Linked DNA regions of Pan troglodytes: region 1 is linked to region 2. The links are chromatin contacts, called in public HiChIP or PLAC-seq maps. All regions are on one chromosome and are shown on one strand. Each heading gives the region's core, a stretch centred on a gene start, on an enhancer-like site or on the middle of the called end of the contact. The rest is flanking DNA. Distances are from core to core; before and after follow the strand shown.

Region 1 (5,464 bases), core at 343-2,842, 260 kb after region 2:
GTGATTCTTGGTTTGTGATACCGGGTTTAAAACAGATGGAAGTTGATTTTAGTGGTTTCAACTTTTTAAATGCCAGAATTCTTTCTGTACTGTCTTCTATGTTCTTTTTGATAATCTGTAAGCTCCTTAAACATTAAAACATTTATTTCTTTTAGAACAAAACTCAAATACATGATGAAAGCAAGCTAAAAGCAGTGCATTTAACAAACCACAATATAATGTGATATATTTATAGAATTATTACTAAAATCAGAAAATCAATGTCTTAGTGATTAAGTCTAGGATAATCAAACTTATTGAATAGTTGCAGTAGTTACTTAATGAGATAGTTTTGATTAATCTTTTGTCCAAATAACAATATTGTGATTACAGGCTTAGCACTACAGGTAGTGTAACCATCAGTGAGTGAGATTAGTACATTTTACATAGTTTTGCTATTTTCTCAGTTTATTTTGGAGTCCAGTAATAACCAGTCAGTCTGTACCTGCCATAGGGCAATCTTTGGTTGATATGAGTTCCTTTCCTGATTTTAAAATAAGTGCAATCTTTAACCTAATAAAATTATCTTAAAGTTTACAATTGATGGTTTAAACACATTATAATTGCTCCGTATTTTGCAGATAGAAGAGGCTTAATCCATGTTTGTAGATCTATTTCCTAAAATAAAAATTAGTAAAAAAAAGTTTTTTTTCTTCAGGTTTAACATTCATTTTGTACCGGGAAGAGAAATGGAATAAGAGGCTCGGATTTTTAAGACTATGCAATCAGATACAAGTGCCATTTTGGCCAAAGAATGAGTAAAACATTCTAGTACCGACACGTTTAATAATGGGCATACATCCTATTTCTTTGTTTCATAATCATTGAGCTCTCTGCCTTCTCTCTCTTTTTTGGTATGGTAACAAATTCGACAAAATCAATGCCATCTAGTTAAACTTTTTGATTAAGTAGTGGATCCGGTGTCCTATCCACGAAGAGGTGGGAAAAGCGATGTGGAGAAGCAGGCACGAACCCATCTGGAATGGAACATGTCCCTTCCGAATAATTTCATGCGGGAAAATAATTTCAAGTTGAAGGATAATTACTGCAGAGACTGCCAGTCACCCCCGGCCGCCGCCGGCCGCGCAGCGTCGGAAACCCTTCGCGGCGGCCAGGAGGGTCGCAGACCTCGCGGAGCCCCGCTTCCTGCCCCGGGGCGGCGCACCCGGCTCCGGGAAGGTGCCGCGCGGGAGACGTGGCAGCAGCCCCTCCAGTCCGCGCCCGGGCGCCGCGGCCGAGCGCTCCGTGCAGCCGGGCAAGGAAGACTCCGCGGCAGCAGCGCACCGGCCGGCGGGGAGACCCGCCTGAAGCGCCGGCGCCCGCCAGGGGACGGGAAGTGGCGCCCGGCCCGCCCTTGCGGCCCGCGGCCCAGCAGCTCCGCGCCGCCCCTTTTCTCTCGGCCTCTCCCTCGGCCTCCGCCACCCCGGCCGAATTCTTGCATAAATTATGCCAGGCGCGCCTGACGTCAGGTGGCGGCGCGCGGGCGCGAGCGCGGGCGCGGCGCGGCCCGGAGGGAGCCGGCGGCGGGCGCGCGCGGCCCCGCGGCTTCGGGTGCGCGCGGCGTGCCGGACGCGCGCAGGCGCTGGCGTGTTGGGGCCGCGGCGGCGGCGGCGGCGGCGGCGGCGGCAGCGGCGGCGCGGGGGTTGAGTCGTGGTGGTGCGGACGCGCTCGTGCTCGGGAACTATCGGATTAAACTTGAATCGAGTGAAATTACACAAAGGAGCGCCGCGTAGGAGGCGGCCCGGGGACCCGGAGACCCTGAAACTCACCAGAGACCCGTTCGCCCCCGGCCAACTCCGTGCCCGTGGATTCAGCCCCCTGGCCGCAGCTGCCGAGCCAACTCCGGAGCCCGCTCTGCGTTTTGTTTTCCCCTCGGCACTAGGCAGCGGAGGAGCCCGACCGACCCGGTGAGCGCGAGAGTTCGCCCGGCGCCCCCGGGAGGGGCGGCGGCGGCGGCGGTGGCAGGAAATCGCTCCGGGCCGGGGCCGGGGCCGCGCTAGGAGTTGGGAGCGAGGAGTTGGGCGTGTGCGGGGCGAGGGGCGAGGGGCGAGGGCGGGAGGGGGCCGGGGCCAGCGCAGGAGCGCAGCGCCGCCCGCGCAGTGTCGCCGGCGTCGCCGCCCGCGGGGCCCGAACCCGCGCCCCGAGCGCCGCCCGGCGCCCCAACTTTTGCCTGCGTCCGCGGGGCCGGCGGCGGCGGGGGCGCGCGGTGCGGCCGAGGGTCACTTCCTCGCATGTAAATGGCTTTTTGTTGTGCTGCCGGCGTGGGGGGGGGGTACGGGGGACAGGAGGGAGCGTGTCTGCGCGCGGGGGAGCGCGAGCGCGTTTCCTCCCGCCGGCGCCGAGCACGAGTTGCCGGCTCTATTCGAGAGAAAAAGGAAGGAGGAAAAGTTGGGCTCCAACTCAAGTGCGAGCGGGCGATGGGCGCGCGGGCGCGGGGCGGCTGAGCAGCGGCGGCGGCGGCTCGGGGACGGCGGCGACCCCCGCCTCCCGCCCCCGCCCCCCGCTCCGGACCGACCACGCCGCGCTCGCCGGGAGCTGCGGCCGCACCGGCGCGAACAAAGTGCGTTCCTCCCGGCGCGGCGGCGCCAGCCCGCGCGGGGACCGCCACCGAGCGAGGTGGGTCGGCGGCGGGGAAAGTGCGCGGGGCGCCGCGTGGGGCGGGGGCAGCGCGAACACGCGGCGCGGGAGGCGTCCCGAGCTCAGCCAGTGCCGGTCGCGGGCGCGGAGTTGCGAGCCCGGAGTTGGGGGCTCCTGGGGCTCCCCGGCGGCTCCTAAGTGCGCTAGGAGGAGAAGAAAGGGAGCGGGGCCGGGGCGAGCGCCGGGAGGCGCGGCGAGGAGGGGACCCCACCTTGTCGAGCTGGCCGGGCCGCCGGCGGCGGCAGCTGCATAATAGCGACTTTAACCTTCCAACGCAACTCGGCTCCCCCGCCCCCCAACCCGCCGGGGGTCAGCGCCGGTGGGGGGTGGTCACCAGGTGGCCCCCGAGGTGACCCGGGTGCGCTCTGCCCTCGCAGAGAGCCGCGGCTTGGAGCGTGAACGGCCGAGGTGGCTGGAGGCCAAGCGGTCAGCGGGGAGAGGAAAGGAGGGCGGTGGGGGACGCGTTGTTTGTTTGGTTCGCACCGGGGATTGGGCTCGCTGGGGGCGCGGGGCTCGGGCGGGGGCGCGGGCACCGGCTGGGCTGCGGTGCGGGGCGGGCGCGGCGGCGCGGGGCTGTCGAGGTCGCGGGGGGGGGCGGGGGCGGCGGCGGATCCCGGGCGGGGGTGGGGGCGCTGGTCGGGAGGCTCTGGGGAAGGAGCCGCCGGCCCCGAGCAGCCATCATTACCGAGCCGCCTTTCTCCGGATGGCTCTGCCTCGAGGAGCCCGGAGCCGTGGGAGCGCACCCCAAACTCCCGGCCGGCCGCCCGCTTTGTGAGCGCCCCCGTGAAGCGAGCGGCGCGGAGAGTGCTCCTGCTATGGGTCGGACTCTTTTCCTGGAGGTCACTTTTAGAGACTGCTCACGCCTTGGTTTAAACTAGTTTTTTTCCCCCTCTTCTGAACAGACAATGGACAAAAGAAAAGTAGCAACCCACATGGAGAGAGTTTCCTTTTGAATTGCTAGAATTAGATACACTATCCAGCGCTCCACTTGCTAAGTATACTTTTTAGTTTCCCATTGTATATTATCTAGCAATCGATTTAAATAACTTATCTTAAAAAGTGTCCCTTTTGGGGGCTTAATTTCTGGAATACATTACATGTCTTAATTTATTTTTAAAGGATTTTGTGAGGCCCTGATTTTTTATTTTCTAAAAATTTTAATTTAAGCCGTCTTTGCAGTGGGCGATACCTTTCTAAGGGGTTGAGTGTTATTTCACCCCAGTTCTCTCTCGGTAAGGGAGAGAGTACTCAGTATACGTAGTAATCGAAGAGGAAACAAAATACGTGTCTTTATTTCTTCACTGATCTTGTCTGACGATGACAAAAAATATCTTAGTGACTGTGACCTTAGCAGCATGGGTACCTGATTTATCCCAGTTATAATTATATTTAGATTGCAGTAATGTCTAAGTACAAGGTAATTCCTATTTCAGAAATAACTTGAGCAGTGATTTTACGAAGTTGAATCCTTCTCCCAGCCCCCAGAGTACATCTGTCGCGCAGTGTTTTTGTCTTGCTGTTGCACAACAGAAGCCCTCCAGTCTTTACCCTAAAATGGCAGCTTTCATTTGACTGAGGCCCATTCATTGACAATGATAATAAAGAGGCTGAAAGCTAGATGCTTGGGGCATGGAGTAGGACTTGGTTTGCCTTTCTAGGTGATAAGTAGGAGACATTTTATGTCTTCCAGTTTGCTCAGGAAAAGTTTATTTTCCCTGAAAAATCTGTCTTGTAGAAAAAAGTTATAGTAAAATAATTTGGAAATGGGTAAAGGCTTGAGCAGCAAATTTTAGAAGCTAAATTTTCTTATTTTGCCCAATAGTGGAAATATGGCATTCTCTTTTTTGGTAATCTGCTGATAAAAGGACATAATGGATTTTTGTCAGGCTTGTAACAGGTGAATTTCCTCATCCTGGTACTCAAGAATTGGGATTGTTTTCTAGCACTGTGGGTTTTTTTCTCTTTATATTTTCTAATTTTTTCTCCTGTTCGAGTCACTAAATTGAACCATGATGAATTGTATCCTGGGTCCATGCTTTCGCGATTGAAATGAGTTTTCAGATAAGAAATAAATTATAATTTTAAAAGACTGGTATATGAATTTTAAATTATTATATTCATTTAATCAATGGCCTTATTTTTAAATTAGTTTTTTTTTAAAGTTACTTTCTTTTATATGTCTTAACATGGAAGGCACAATACAGGAATGGTAGAGTGGTTGTACCGGTGATGTTTAAAAACCCAAATATTATTTTCCTCTTTCAAGGAAAGAAATAACTTTTTTTCCCAAGTTGAAAATATGGAAGTCAAATTTATAACAACGTATTCAGTAACTTAGTTTTAAAATAGTACTTTTATAGATTCACCAGTATTTGGTCTAGTTTTTAATCAGTTCAACTTACAGGAACATTTCCTAAACTTTTTTCATAATGAGTCTTCTTTCTAGGTTAGCCTTACTTTTATTGAGTTAAAATGAATACCATGAAGAGTACCTTTATAATACAGTAACATCAAGGAAATGTTACAACCGTTTCTTCATACAGATGCGAAGTCAATAACATGTTATAGTTTTTAAGCAGTTAGGTCAAAATAACAGAAATATTTTGTTATGAGAGAATACACTGTAAATGCTTCTGTGTGCCTGCTGTGTAACCCATAAAAGCCATGTAAGTGCCAAGTTAGTGTAGTTCTTTCAAACCTAAGATTACAGCATTGTATTCCATATGCTTGAAAAAGTTTGCTTGCCACACAGTCACCATGCCTTTAGTTAATTTTGATTCAGCAAACC
Region 2 (5,524 bases), core at 551-3,050:
ATGCCTGACATAGTGTACACAGCTGATGAGAAATGTTCCGAGTGTGCTGTGACAAAAACGAGGAAAAGTCGACAGGAAATCACTAATCCAAAATGAAAGCTCTCCAAAGCTCCCTGCCACACATCCCGCTTCTGATTGAGGGACCCGTGGTCTGCACACCTGCGTGGGCCACTAATCCCCCAAGGGACCGCAGGCCTCTGTCTCCATGTCAGTTACACAGGAGTCAAAAATAGACTGTTCTCTACTCCCCAAACTATGTAAGGAGGGAAAAATGAGATGGAACTGTAAGAAAAACTTGGGTAAAAGTCAAAATAGTTTAAATAAATTTAATTTTAATTCCTCACTGTCGAAACCGACTTAAATACATTGAATTTGTTATTTTTATTCTGGCATTGTTTACCAGGTTATAAAGATGAGATGGCTCCCACAGTCAAATGTCTGTCTTCAACTCCATGAAAAGATTTAGAGCTGCGATTTCATTGCCCTTATCCGATCCTTACCGAATTTCCGTGGCTCTGGACTTCCTCCTACACGACAGAAGATAACCGGGCCACTGAAGAGAAACTCATTTTACTTGTGGGCCGCGTGTAGTAAAATCTGTGACCACCAGGGGGCAGCACAGACCTGGTGCTGCTGTAGACCTGGTCGCTGGGTGTTCGCGGCGGGATTTCTCCAGCCACAGGGTCCTCCCTTCCCCCCTGGAAAACCTCTCTGCGCTGCAGGAATCTGAAAGTGCTCAGGGGCTGCGGGCTCTGGCTCTGGTCTGCTGATGGCAGACCCTTGCCCTGAGGATGCCCTCCTCCTGCCCAGTGCTGGGCAAGGGACTCCGCCCTGGGAGCTGAGTCAAAGCCGGACTGGGCTGCCTTTGGTGCTCAGGGTGGTCCCTGAACACGGGCCTGGGGACAGAGACCAGACCCAGGATTCACAGGCCACGCAAGGCATCTGAACCTGAACTCACAGTCTCCAGGCCCGGGGATCTTTCTGAAGACTCGGGGCAGGAACCAGGCAGCCCAGGGCAGGGGCATCAAAGCCCCTGGTCAGGAGGGAAGAGGAAGCCCATCGGCCTTGGGAAGATTCTAAAAGCAAACCAGGCTCCATATTGACCTTCTGCTGCACTCGCAGAGCGTTTTCTCCTTCTAATTCACTGTTAGCGCGTAAACCTGGACCAGCACCGCACACCACAGACGAACGAAGGCACTGCAACACGCCAGCGACCCAAGCAGAAAGCGCTGAGGGAAGGGGCAGCCCCGCAGGGTGGTCTCCCTGGCTCCCTGTCTGTTGTGAAACACACGCAGCTCCCCGACAGCAGGCAACGCTCGTGGTAAACACAAAACCCCAGCCGGGAACCAAGACACCATCAGAACCAGGCGACAAGATCCTGTCACAAGGAAAACAGAAGCTCAGCCTGGGTTGCGTTGGTGGGGTGTTGGGGCTGATGCTTCCACAGCCCTCTCTTAACTTACCTGGTAACTGGCCCAACTCGTCCTGTCACCCAAAACGGGGTAGATAGGGATCCAAGGAAGCATGGCAGGGACAGCCGCGGGGTGACAGGGCTGAGGTGGCTCTGCACCCAGCTCCCCCTGCAGTTCCCACACACGGGCTTCCCATTCATCCCGGTGATTGATGCTCCTGGAAGCGCCTGGAAACTCTGCCTGTGAGCTAATTATTATGGGGAATGACCTGCGTCCTGGTCAGGAGTGAGTAGGGAGATCATTAGGTGAGAGCTGGCTATTCACAAGAGGGCAGCCTTTGATGCGAGCCGAGCAGAAAGTTTGGCCGAAACTCAACACCTCTTAGAAGTACAGATTAGTGGAGAGGAAGAAAGGAGAACGCATTGTGGAAGTTTTCAAGAAGGAGACAAAGATGCCTGTGTTTTGTATAGCTCAGCTGCCTCAGGAAAATGTCCATTTGTTTTCTTTACACTCCTTTTACATTTTAAGTGGAATCTAGTGAATGTGTCTTTTCAGCGTTCCCAATTTCACCATTTTCACTACACCTCGTGTTGCCATTTTAATGAAGCATCATTTTTCCAGAGGGTGTGGGAACAAAACCTATTTAATGACCTCTCTGAGCAAACACTGAGTTCTTCAAATATTTCCCTGAATTAAAATCCCCACCTCACAATTCACTTCCTTTTTTAAATGTCAGTTTGCCAACTGCTGCAAACCAATAAACAGGGCTTTCCTTTACCCGCAAGCCAGAGGGCTCCTGTGGAGCCTTATGGCCCGGGGGTGCCTGAGAAACCCCTGCTCTCCGTGTCTGGCTGCTGCCCTCGGAGAGCTCAGTGGAGGCAGCAATCCCCCTGGAAGCACAACATGTGCCTTGCATCTCTGCAGCACACGTGTTTAGGGGACTCAGCCAAAACCTGGGAGGACCTGGGAGATTCTCTGGTCCAGCCCCTCACTCTACAGACAGGGAAACTGAGGCCAGCAAGGAGAGGCATGCACCAGCCACACAGGGCATCGCCGGTAGAACAGGAAGGCCATAAAGAATAAGCAGGGTTGGGGCCGGGTGCGGTGGCTCACACCTGTAATCCCAGTACTTTGGGAGGCTGAGATGGGCGGATCATGAGGTCAGGAGATCAAGATCATCCTGGCTAACACGGTGAAACCCCGTCTCTACTAAAAATACAAAAAAAATTAGCCGGGCACGGTGGCGGGTGCCTGTAATCCCTACTCGGGAGGCTGAGGCAGGAGAATGGCATGAACCCGGGAGGTGGAGCTTGCAGTGAGCCGAGATCACGCCACTGCACTCCAGCCTGGGTGACAGAGCAAGACTCTGTGTCAAAAAAAAAAGAATAAGCAGGGTTGGCCCCATGTGGCCTCAGCATCACTTAGGGCAGTTGTGCAAAATGCATATTATACCCTTCCCAAATCTACCGAATTGGAGCTTCTGGAGTGGGAACTGGGAATGTCCGTTTCAACTACATTCCACATAGTGATAAACATTAACTTTTGGGAAGAACTACTAGTAGTAGAAAGAATAGGTTTGGGCCAGGCGCGGTGCCTCATGCCTGTAATCCCAGCACCGTATAGGCGGAGGCCCAAGCAGGCAGGTCAACAGAGGCCAGGCATTGGAGACCAGCCTGGCCAACATGTGAAACTCCGTCTCTACTAAAAATACAATCATTAGCCGGGCATGGTGGCGCGTGCCTGTAATCCCAGCTACTCAGGAGGCTGAGGCACGAGAATCTCTAGAACCTGGGAGGCAGAGCTTGCAGTGAACCTAGATTGAGCCACTGCACTCCAGCCTGGGCAACACAGTAAGACTCCATCTGAAAAAAAAAATAGGTTTGAATCCCACCTCTGCTGCCTACCAACTCATTTACTTTGGCAAGGTAATGTCTCTGAGCTCCAGTTCCTCATCGGTCACTGGGGAGATTGCTGTGGAGACATCGTGAGATGGTGCATGTAGGCACACTCAGGTCCTGGGGCCTGGCACAAGGAAGCACTCTCTCAGTGTCACCTGTCCTCTAGAGGCAAGCACAACACACAATTTCTGGAGTCCCAGAGCCCCCACTTATAGACTGTATGAGCTTGGGCACATTATTTGTCTCTTTCAAGCCTCAGCTTCCTTATCCGTAAATGGAGATAATAATATTACCTCCTCCCAGGAATGCTGTGAAGGTAAAGAGTAATATCAAGTTGTAGCGGCACAGTCTAGTCATGAAACAAAACCACTGTAGGTCTTTCAACAGACAGATTTCAAGGCAGGGATTTAGTTCCACAGGGGATAGAAGAGCTTTGCCAAACAGAACAGAGGCCATCTAGAGATAGGCTGCTGGAAGGACAAAGGAAGATGGCTCTTTTTTAGAGGCAGGGAGTCAAGCCAGGCACCCCAGTAGGTGCTGGAGCATGGTGGGGCAGGGGAGCTAATGCCACGGAGAATTAACTGCTGCTGGATGTGGAGATACCACACAAGGAAGATGGGAAGGAGAGAAAGGCCCAGGCTTCTCTTTTCCCCCAACCCTGTAGTCTCCTACCAGTGCCTCTCCTTGCCCAGAGGAGGTAGAAGTCAGAAGATACAGGAGCCTGGGCAGTGTATCCAGAGACACAGAGCAGAGAGAAAGGGCAGACATTGGGCCTGAGAGCAAACAAGCAAATGCCTAGCACACACACAGAAAAGCACTTACACATTCTCAATCACAGTGGGAGCATCCTGTTAGTGCTTGTCATTGTCACTGTTAACAAAATACAACAGCCTGAAGGAATAGGCTCTTAGCAAGAAAAGTGTGTCTGTGGGAAGCCTGCCTTTTATTAGTCACGCACAAGCATCATTTCTCCAGGAGTGGCCACCACATGGAGGGAAAGTCCTGAAATTAGAGTCCCAGATGTGCTTCTTATAAAGGGAACCTCTTTGTCTACGAAAACATGAGTTTCACATGCATCCTAAGGCTGTAATAAGATCAGAGACATGAAAGTGTTTAAAAGTGCTATGCCGATACAGGGCATGCTTGTATTCTCCAAAGGGGGCATTTTCAAAAAAACAGTTGTTTCGTAAGTTCTTGATTACTTAACAGAGTTCTGATAACAAAAGTGTTATTGTTTGGGGATTATATTTGTTCACAGTAACTGCATTTTATATGTTTACAATGAAAATCATTTCACTTTTGCAATACTGGTTTCTTGTTTGCTAGCTCCCTGGTCTACTAGTTCATTGCACTAGGCAATGTGAAATATTCTGAAATTTTCTGAAATTTTATTTACTATTTTTAATATACTACTAAAATGTTTAATTTTCCCCCCAGAGTACTACATTATATGTTCAGGAATATTTTACTTTGTCGGTTTCAGCAAAGAGTGTTCCGGGATGTGGTCAAACAGCCAGCGCACCCCGAGTGTCAACAATCATGCAGCAGCTGGCAGAGCTTGTTCGGCATTGATGAGCCAGGTGTGCAGCCTGGAGCCAGGCCCACATGACAGGAGCAACCAGGGTGGTCCAAGAGGGAGACCAGGACAGACCAGGGATACAGTTGGGATGCAGCATTTGGGGGCTCAAGTAGCTCCACAGACAGGTCTGGGCCCTTTGCTTCAGCTCAGGAGGGTTCATGTGGGACTTTTGCAGGGGAAGAAGCAAGCCCCAAATTGGTGTGGTTTGACATTTGCCAAAAAAGAGAGGTGTAGTCCAAGCATCTTAAGATATTTATCTTAAGGAACATTCCCAAGAAGGGGCAAACAGGAGATGCCAGGAATTAAGGGTATTTGGACTTGGACACAGGGATGGAAACCCCTCGTTTTCCCTGCACCATATGCAGAGAGCCAAAAGCGGTAGCATGGAGGGAACTCCCACCCAAGAACATGAAGAAAAGCTTGTCCTCAAAGAGCTAAATCAGCAAGTCTATATGTGATATCAGATAGGAGATCTATGATTCTGGTTCTTCGTGGTCTGGTCTCACCAAGACTGTTGAAATGTGTTTGAAAACACCCAAGATGCAGTAAAGGGGACCCAAGGATCACCACTGGAAAGGACTTAAATTGTGACTGCAATCAGGTAAGCAGGAACTTGGTCAACTCTGTTGAATTCT

What was found. HiChIP or PLAC-seq counts read pairs in DNA pulled down with a chosen protein or histone mark.
Region 1: a contact with region 2 is called in an H3K4me3 HiChIP or PLAC-seq map of stem cell-derived excitatory neurons, with 7 times the contacts expected there. The contact joins the promoter of CHD7 here to the promoter of LOC129135719 in region 2. A contact is called at or near these places in 1 of 7 Hi-C or Micro-C datasets (stem cell-derived neural progenitor cells) and 1 of 1 datasets of contacts at active chromatin or transcription factors (stem cell-derived excitatory neurons).

What each region holds. Positions count from the first base shown.
Region 1 is chr7:69,261,426-69,266,889 of NHGRI_mPanTro3-v2.0_pri, forward strand. CHD7 (chromodomain helicase DNA binding protein 7) reads left to right here and starts at 1,593. Exons shown (of 39, transcript XM_063817130.1): 1 at 1,593-1,946.
Region 2 is chr7:68,998,933-69,004,456 of NHGRI_mPanTro3-v2.0_pri, forward strand. LOC129135719 reads right to left here and starts at 1,801. Exons shown (of 2, transcript XM_054656760.2): 1 at 1,464-1,801; 2 at 1-1,378. The coding sequence starts at 1,612. The coding sequence ends at 955. The region is part of intron 2 of LOC134810876 (a long non-coding RNA gene); the gene reads right to left.